Regions from separate parts of the Sus scrofa genome. Here region 2 is linked to region 1. A link is a contact called in public Hi-C data. All regions are on one chromosome and are shown on one strand. Each heading gives the region's core, a stretch centred on a gene start, on an enhancer-like site or on the middle of the called end of the contact. The rest is flanking DNA. Distances are from core to core; before and after follow the strand shown. Region 1 overlaps AMBRA1 (activating molecule in BECN1-regulated autophagy protein 1). Region 2 has its middle 33 kb from the start of CREB3L1.

Region 1 (3,894 bases), core at 527-3,026:
CTACCTCTTATTGTTTGTAACAGCAAAAATTGGGGACAACCCAAGTGTCCATATGAAGGGGAAGAGATGACTAATAGGGTAAGCAAGATTCTCTGGGTACCAATAAAAGAGATCTACAAGATACAGTGTTCAGAAGAGGGAAAAGCAAGGGGAAATTAATGGTCACTTATTAGGGACTGAGGGAAAAAGGTGAATGGAGACAAAGATGAAAACTAGACTCCTCTTTTTGTTTGTTTTTTGGTTTTTCATCTTTTTAGGGCCACACCTGCAGCACATGGAAGTTCCCAGGCTAGGGGTCGAATCGGAGCAGCAGCTGATGCCGGCCTACACCACAGCCACAGCAACACCAGATCCAAGGCACTTCTGCAACCTACATTGCATCTTTCGGCAATGCCAGATCCTTAACCCACTGAGCAAGGCCAAGGATCGAACCCACATTCTCATGAATACTAGTCAGGTTCTTAATCCACTGAGCCACAATGGGAATTCCAAAAGCTAGACTTCTCAATGTTTTTGTTTTATGTTATTTTTACTATTTATTTATTTATTTGTTTGTCTTTTCAGCACCGCACCCCATGACATATGGAGGTTCCCAGGCTAGGGGTAGAATCAGAGCTACGCCACAGCCACAACAACGTGGGATCCAAGCTGAGTCTGCAACCTACACCACAGCTCACAGCAACGCCGGATCCTTAACCCACTGAGAAAGGCAAGAGATCAAACCCGTGTCTTCATGGATGCTAACTGGATTCGTTTCCACTGAGCCATGCTGGGAACTCCCATTTTTATTTTTAAAATTATCTATTCAAAATTTAATTTTAAATATTTAATGATATGGAAAAAACACATTAAGTGAAAAAAAGCAAAATACAAAATTATATACACAATGTGATATAAGAAAAATCTTTGAGACTAATAATACAAAAGAAATAGAAAAAGTATTAAACCATGGTTACCTTTGGGTGGTAGGATCATAGATGACTTAATCATCAGGAAAGGCAGTGTTCTCTTCAGTTGTTAAATTTAAAAAGTAATAAATACTTATAAAAAATCAAACAATAATCAGCTCTTTACAGTTCATGAAAGGCTACAATCTAAAAAGTACACAACTAGATGCATCCAAATACAGAAGGAAAAATATATTTATCACCTGTGCTAAGAGCTTTTTTCCCTGGAATATTAAAACATAAAAAGTCAGAAAGATTCTATAGAAAGACATAACTCCAAGTTGCCAGTCACATACAGCACCAAGTTCCCTAATGGGTGACTGCAAACTCAAGCCTGTATACTCATAATACAGTTTTCACCCCCAGTAGCATACGATATAAATATCTACACACTGAATATGTCAACACACCGAAGGCCAACCTCCTGAATAAACTAAGGATGAACTAACTGGAAGGAAATAATCTCCTTGATGACCCTGACAACTCATGGTTTAAGATCAAAAGTCTGGAAACAAAACTGCCACACAGCTGAATAATTACGAACCCGGAAGGTGGCAGAAATATAGTTCCCATCTGTTCACCTTAACCCTTAACTGAGTCTGTAATTTTCTGGGAGCCAATCATTCTTTTACCTAATTTAGAGAGAAGTTCAGCAGAAATGAGTTTTGAGGGTCTTTTGTCCCACAGTGTAACAGTAAAAGTACTTTCAAAGAAATGCATATAAATCATTTATAATCTTATAACATGTGCTGAAAACAGCAGCAATCCAATTCCTAAAAAAATCTGACCTTCTGACCTCATGTTACTCAAGAGGAAGAAGAAAATATAGGTCACAAACATCGTATGATTCAGAAAACTGTGATGCAATCTGAAGTTCTTACAGGAATCACAAGGACAAGGAAAGAGCTGCTGCAAATAGCAGTTATCAAGAAAAAACTAAAGCTCAGGACTACCGAAGAGCTTGTCTACCAATTCCCAAGGACCTAAACACACTAAAAATTCCAACAAGACAAAGTCTGATGATGGCAAGAAGTCAATAGGACTAAAACAACTGCACAGTCTCTCTTTTGTCTGAAGAAAAATATTTGCTCTGCTTCTTTAAAAAGATAAGGAACTTTCTCCTGATGTACTCCTTACAGCCACCTGAGTAGAAATTTTATTTGTTCTCTACAAAGAACAAAAGGAACTAAATCAAACTGTAGTCAGGCAGGCCTCTTGCTGAGGAGGAAGTGCCAGTCAAACATGTTTTTCATTCTTCTTTTTAAAAAGGAGGAAGAAATAAGTTTCCTAATCTGTCCCTGAACCAGACTGGGACAAAGGGTGCCAAGAATAGTCTTTGTGATACCATTACACAGTCCCCAGAATCAATTCTCAATCACCTAAAGTCTTAAATAAGTACAACCAAAAGGATGTGCCTGGGATATGTACATTACACAAATGCTAAGATTCCACCCCATTTCCAACCACCTCTCCCTCCGTAACAATGAGAAGAGAATCACCTTGAAAGGTTTTCTCTGCTTAATCCTAGAATATAATTTAAAAACCACTAAAAAAAAAAAAAATCACCTAGAGATTATACACAACCCAGTAGAAACACAAGTTATAGATGTATAGGTTCCCCTTGCAATTTGATCATCTTATGCTATTCACTCCACTGTCTAGCAATATGATTTAGGGCAAGTTACTTAACCTCTCTGAGATTTAGCTGCCTCCTTTGTAAACAGCAATCACAGTATCTGCTTCATCATGTTGTTGTGAGGTTACTGAAATCAAAAAAGAGTGGTGGAGGAGTGCTCCTATGGCACAGCGGGTTAGGGATCTGGCATCACTGCAGAGGCTTGAGTTGCTGCTGTGGCACAGGTTCAATCCCTGGCCCTGGGAACTTCCACATTCCTCAGGCACAGCCAAGAAAAAAAGAAAAGAGTGGTGAAGCATTAACACCGTTGCTGCTATTGTTGTCATTATTTTTGAATCCTCTTCAGGGTTAACTATGGTTTCCTTCAACAAACAACAGAGCCAACTAAAACCCCTGAGACCCGAAATGCCACAATTCTCAAGAGTAGCAGATTTCTAAGAAACATCTCAAAGGCTGTTACCAAACAAGTAAAAAGTACTCAGGAAAAGTACTCATCTGTATAACCAAAGTAATTAAATAAGTTTGGGCTACTTCTACATAAAAAGTGAATCAAAAAACAGAACCAACAACTTAGAACTTTATCTACAAAACCTGGCTAATAATTCAGACACCAAATCCTCTCTACCAACAGCATTCCAGGGAAGTGAATCAGAAAGTTATTCGACCTGGAAGGGACTATGAAAATGGAGTCCAATAACCTCATTTATTTGAGTAACTGCATCTCTCTCCACTTCACTATGCCCATGTAGGCAAAGTCTAAGAGTCAAATCAGCCATGTAATACCAATATACATTCCAAAATTACATATACCGGATCCAATCCAAAGTTAACTTTTTAAAAGAAACAAAAAATCCTTCAAATACTAAAACTAGGATCACTTGCATAAGTAGAGTTCTTCCAACAACTGGAAAATTAACAACAAAATGTCAGGCCTTTAATTAGAGGCCTAAAAGTGGCCTCCTACTCTTCAGAAACTCCATGTGGGTGGAAATACACAGGGTTTTCTACAACTGGCAGCTTTGTTTTCATTAAGAGGACTTTCTACAGAGCATTTCAGGACACTTCAAATGACACCTTATAGGATCTGGGTCCAAAATGTAACCACCGGGAGTTCCCGTCGTGGCGCAGTGGTTAACGAATCCGACTAGGAACCATGAGGTTGCGGGTTCGGTCCCTGCCCTTGCTCAGTGGGTTAACGATCCGGCGTTGCCGTGAGCTGTGGTGTAGGTTGCAGACACGGCTCGGATCCTGCGTTGCTGTGGCTCTGGCGTAGGCCGGTGGCTACAGCTCTGATTTGACCCCTAGCCTGGG
Region 2 (3,608 bases), core at 565-3,064, 290 kb before region 1:
GAATTAACACGTGTTAAGGGTATTATTCTCTGTGTGTTTTTTTTTTTTTTTTTTTTTTTTTTTTTTTTTGTCTTTTGTTGTTGTTGTTGCTATTTCTTGGGCCGCTCCCTCGGCATATGGAGGTTCCCAGGCTAGGGGTTGAATCGGAGCTGTAGCCACCGGCCTACGCCAGAGCCACAGCAACGCAGGATCCGAGCCGCGTCTGCAACCTACACCACAGCTCACGACAACGCCGGATCGTTAACCCACTGAGCAAGGGCAGGGACTGAACCCGCAACCTCATGGTTCCTAGTCGGATTCGTTAACCACTGCGCCACGACGGGAACTCCTCTGTGTGTTTTTTATATGCTTTGATCAATCAAAGGAGAATTTGATTGAATTGGGGGTGAGGTGGGGAGGGGTCAAGGATGGGGTCTCTGAGGAAACGATGCTTACTTAGGATGAGAGCCAAAAATTTAGGCGGTGAGGAAGGGCAGAAAAGCACACCAGGCAGGAAGGAGAGGCTGCACAAAGGGTGGGAGGTGGGAGGGTGAACACTGACCAGGAAGGGAGACCCCCAGTGTGGCCGCAGCTGAGTTGGGGGTGGGGTGGGGGATGGTGCACCAACCATACAGGCCTCATAGGCCTTCTGGAAAGGTCAGGCCTTTATGCCGAATACCACTATAGTGCCGAGATAGAAAGCTTTGGAGACCCAGAGACATGTCACTCTGCTGGACAGCAGAACAGGGAGGGCGGTCTTGCAGAGGTGACTCACATCTTAAGCTTTGGAGAATGAGTAAGAGGAAGCCAACTGGAGGAGGAGGGGGAGAAAGGTGTAAATTCCTTTGAAGGGGTTCAACAGCAGTAAAGATACCCAAGACCTTGGGTCAGGTGGTCTCAAGCAGGGTCCAACACCCAAGACAAGCTCCGAAAGGTGTCCGATAGAAAATGGCAGAGGAGAGTGGGCTTGGGGGGGTCCCAGGCTGGGCAGCCTTAAGCAGAGAAAGGCATGGCCAGACACGATTGTAGATTCTGGCGGTGTGTGAAGGATGGATTTGAAGGAGGCGGGAGTGTAGCAGGGAGCTCTTTGAGGAGAATTTGTTAATAGCCAATGAGAGAGGGACACCTAAGCCAAGCTGGCTGGAATTAGGATGGAGAAATGGAGAGTGCCTGGAGAGGTGCTGGGGGTGGGGGGGATGCGAGGCAGCTGCGATGATGGGGTGATTGGGAGTGCCATCACTGAGATGGACAATTACAGGAGCCAGACGCTGCGAGTTGGAGGTGCGTGCAGGGCAAGCCAAATGGAACTGTCCCGCCAGCGAAGAGATGGGCGCGCCGAGCACTGCGGATGGAGCTGAGAGTGGGAGGCGCCTCCTGTGGGTGGTTATTAACCACTCGCGGCAAATGAGTTGGTCCGGAGGAGGGCAGAGGAAGAAGAAACTGAGTGGGTCGGTGGGGACCAGAAGGAATGAGATTGGGGCGGGTGCAGGCCAGAGAGGACAGGAAGGGAAGGACCACGCCGACGCTGAGCAGCGCCCCGGGAGGTCAGCTCCGCGCGGGGCTGGGCGGACTTGGGGGCGCGGGCGGGTGTCGGCATCTCCTGCCTCCCCGCCGGGCTGCAGGCGGAGCCTGGGTGCGCGAGGCGTCGGCAGGCGCTGCAGAGCCAACCCCGGCCAGGGCCTTCCCGCAGCTCCTTGGGCTGCCTCGGCTGCAGCCGCCGGGAACAGCAGGGCATCCGCGCGGCTGGGCCACCCCGGCCATCCCGGCCACCCCAGGCTTCCCGCGTGTCCAGGCCGCGCCTCCCCACCGCCCGCGGACCTGGCGACGTCACTGCGGCTCTGACGCGCGCTAATGGAGGCACGGGTGGAGGCGGCGTGGCGCGGGCATCCTCCCGGGAGGTCCCGGTCCTTGCAGCCCGCGGCCGCGTTCTTGGCCCTACTCCAGGGGAACCTCGATTTTCCAAACTCGGGAAGGCCGGCTGTCCTTCGGCTACTGATAAGGACGCAAGCGCCGGGTAAAAGATTTTAACAATGCCCGGAAAGAAATAGTCGGACCCAAGAAAGAGACTAATAATAGCCGCCAGCTAGAGTTCTGCTCCTGTGCTCAGCGGTCTTAAGAACAATAATAACGACAACAACCACAATAGCCACCATTTATTGAGCGCTTACTCTGTGCCAGGCACTGTGTTAAGCGCTTTGCAGGCAACAACCCTCGGAGGTAAGTACCGTTATTATCCCTATTTTGCAGGAAACAGGGGCACAGAGAGGTTAAGTAACTCGCCCCAGGCACACAGCTAGCTGATGTCAGTGCCAGAATTCCAACCCAGGCAGTCTGATCCCATGTAATCGTCATGTCAACCCACTAAGGTCGGGATCATTTTCTCCATCTTAAAGATGAGGAAACTAAGGCACAGGGAAATTTAAGTACCTTGCCCAAGGTCACCTAGCTTGAAAATAGATGAGGCAGAAAGCGAACCCAGGGCTCCTCTCTGTCCGCAGAACCCGCGGTCTTGGCCAAAGGCGATGCCACTTCCAAACCACCTCCGACAGCCCAGCAGGCTTTGGCCCCGGGTCCCAAGAGGCGCAGCCTCTCCTGGGTTTGGGTGGTTTCCCGCGGCCTCCGATCCCCGGGTGAATTGGATGTTTCCGAGCATCATCCTGCTCAGCCCGAAGGCATCAGATAGAGACGCGTCTCCCGAAATCTGATCTGGGACCGGGCTGTGCAGTCCTGGGAAGGGATGGAGCGGGGGCGGAGGCAGCGGGAGGGATCCCGGGTCCCACCTGCAGAGCAGCAGAGCTGATGGTTTGCCCTGGCGTGGCCGGCAGAGGGCGCTGCCGCACGCGCCTCGGGTCCTACGGTCACCAGACTGCGGGGCGGGCGGGCCTCAGCATGCAGGCGCAGTAACCTCAAAACCCCGAAGCTGGAACCTTTCTTTCCTGGTAGCTGGCAACTTCACCTCTGCCCTGGGCTTGATTTTCCTGACCACTCCTCCCCATCTTCTTTGTCTTCAAGGTTTTCCCTGTCCCTGCACTGCTCGTTTGGTCACCTTTTGAGAGAAAAGAACACTGATCCCATTAAAAGGCCCTGTTGTTTGCCAGGTAAAACTCCACCTCGTCTCCCCTTCTCATAGATCCTTTGGTGATGCCAAATGGGCAAAAATCATCCATTAGAACAGATAACTTTCTGTCCTTCTCCAAAATAGGACTAGAGAATTGGTTAAGGAAGGAGCAGATAGATAAAAAGGATCTATTTTTAAAATAGCTACAGTGTATTAGGTGCTTGTTTTATGCTGAACCCTTTCTGTGTCTTGACTCCTTAATCCTCATCAGCCCTAAAAGGTATGCATTATTACTCTCATTTAACAGATGAGGTCACCAGACTGGTAAGTAGCAAGGCTGGGACTCCACTAGGAATATCTGACTTTAAAAGCCATGTTCCTGTCACCCAGAATGCACATGCTGATGCAGCTGAACAGAAGAGGTAAGAGACAAACCATGCCAAACACAAACCAAGATTTGCCCTAAGAGTGCTCAGAAATACCACATGTGAATCAGGGGCTTCAATAACTTTCTGAGCCTCAATCTGGGACTCTGTCTAAAACAGAAAAACAAACCTCAAAGTGCAATGAG

What was found. A called contact is a pair of places that touch in the nucleus more often than the background predicts.
Region 2: a Hi-C map of skeletal muscle shows a contact between it and region 1, with 2.5 times the contacts expected there. The contact joins two enhancer-like sites. A contact is called at or near these places in 4 of 47 Hi-C or Micro-C datasets (liver, mesenteric adipose tissue, retroperitoneal adipose tissue and 1 more).

The regions. Positions count from the first base shown.
Region 1 is chr2:15,960,728-15,964,621 of Sscrofa11.1, reverse strand. The region is part of intron 1 of AMBRA1 (activating molecule in BECN1-regulated autophagy protein 1); the gene reads right to left. Among named protein-coding and RNA genes, the nearest start is that of AMBRA1, 27 kb to the right of the region's middle. Within about 2 kb of position 1,776, at least 31 of the 83 cell types and tissues checked have an H3K27ac peak or open chromatin away from gene starts, as enhancers often do. A contact at or near this core is called in retroperitoneal adipose tissue and skeletal muscle, where this site is marked.
Region 2 is chr2:16,252,512-16,256,119 of Sscrofa11.1, reverse strand. No RefSeq gene overlaps it. Among named protein-coding and RNA genes, the nearest start is that of CREB3L1, 33 kb to the right of the region's middle. Within about 2 kb of position 1,814, at least 35 of the 83 cell types and tissues checked have an H3K27ac peak or open chromatin away from gene starts, as enhancers often do. A contact at or near this core is called in retroperitoneal adipose tissue and skeletal muscle, where this site is marked.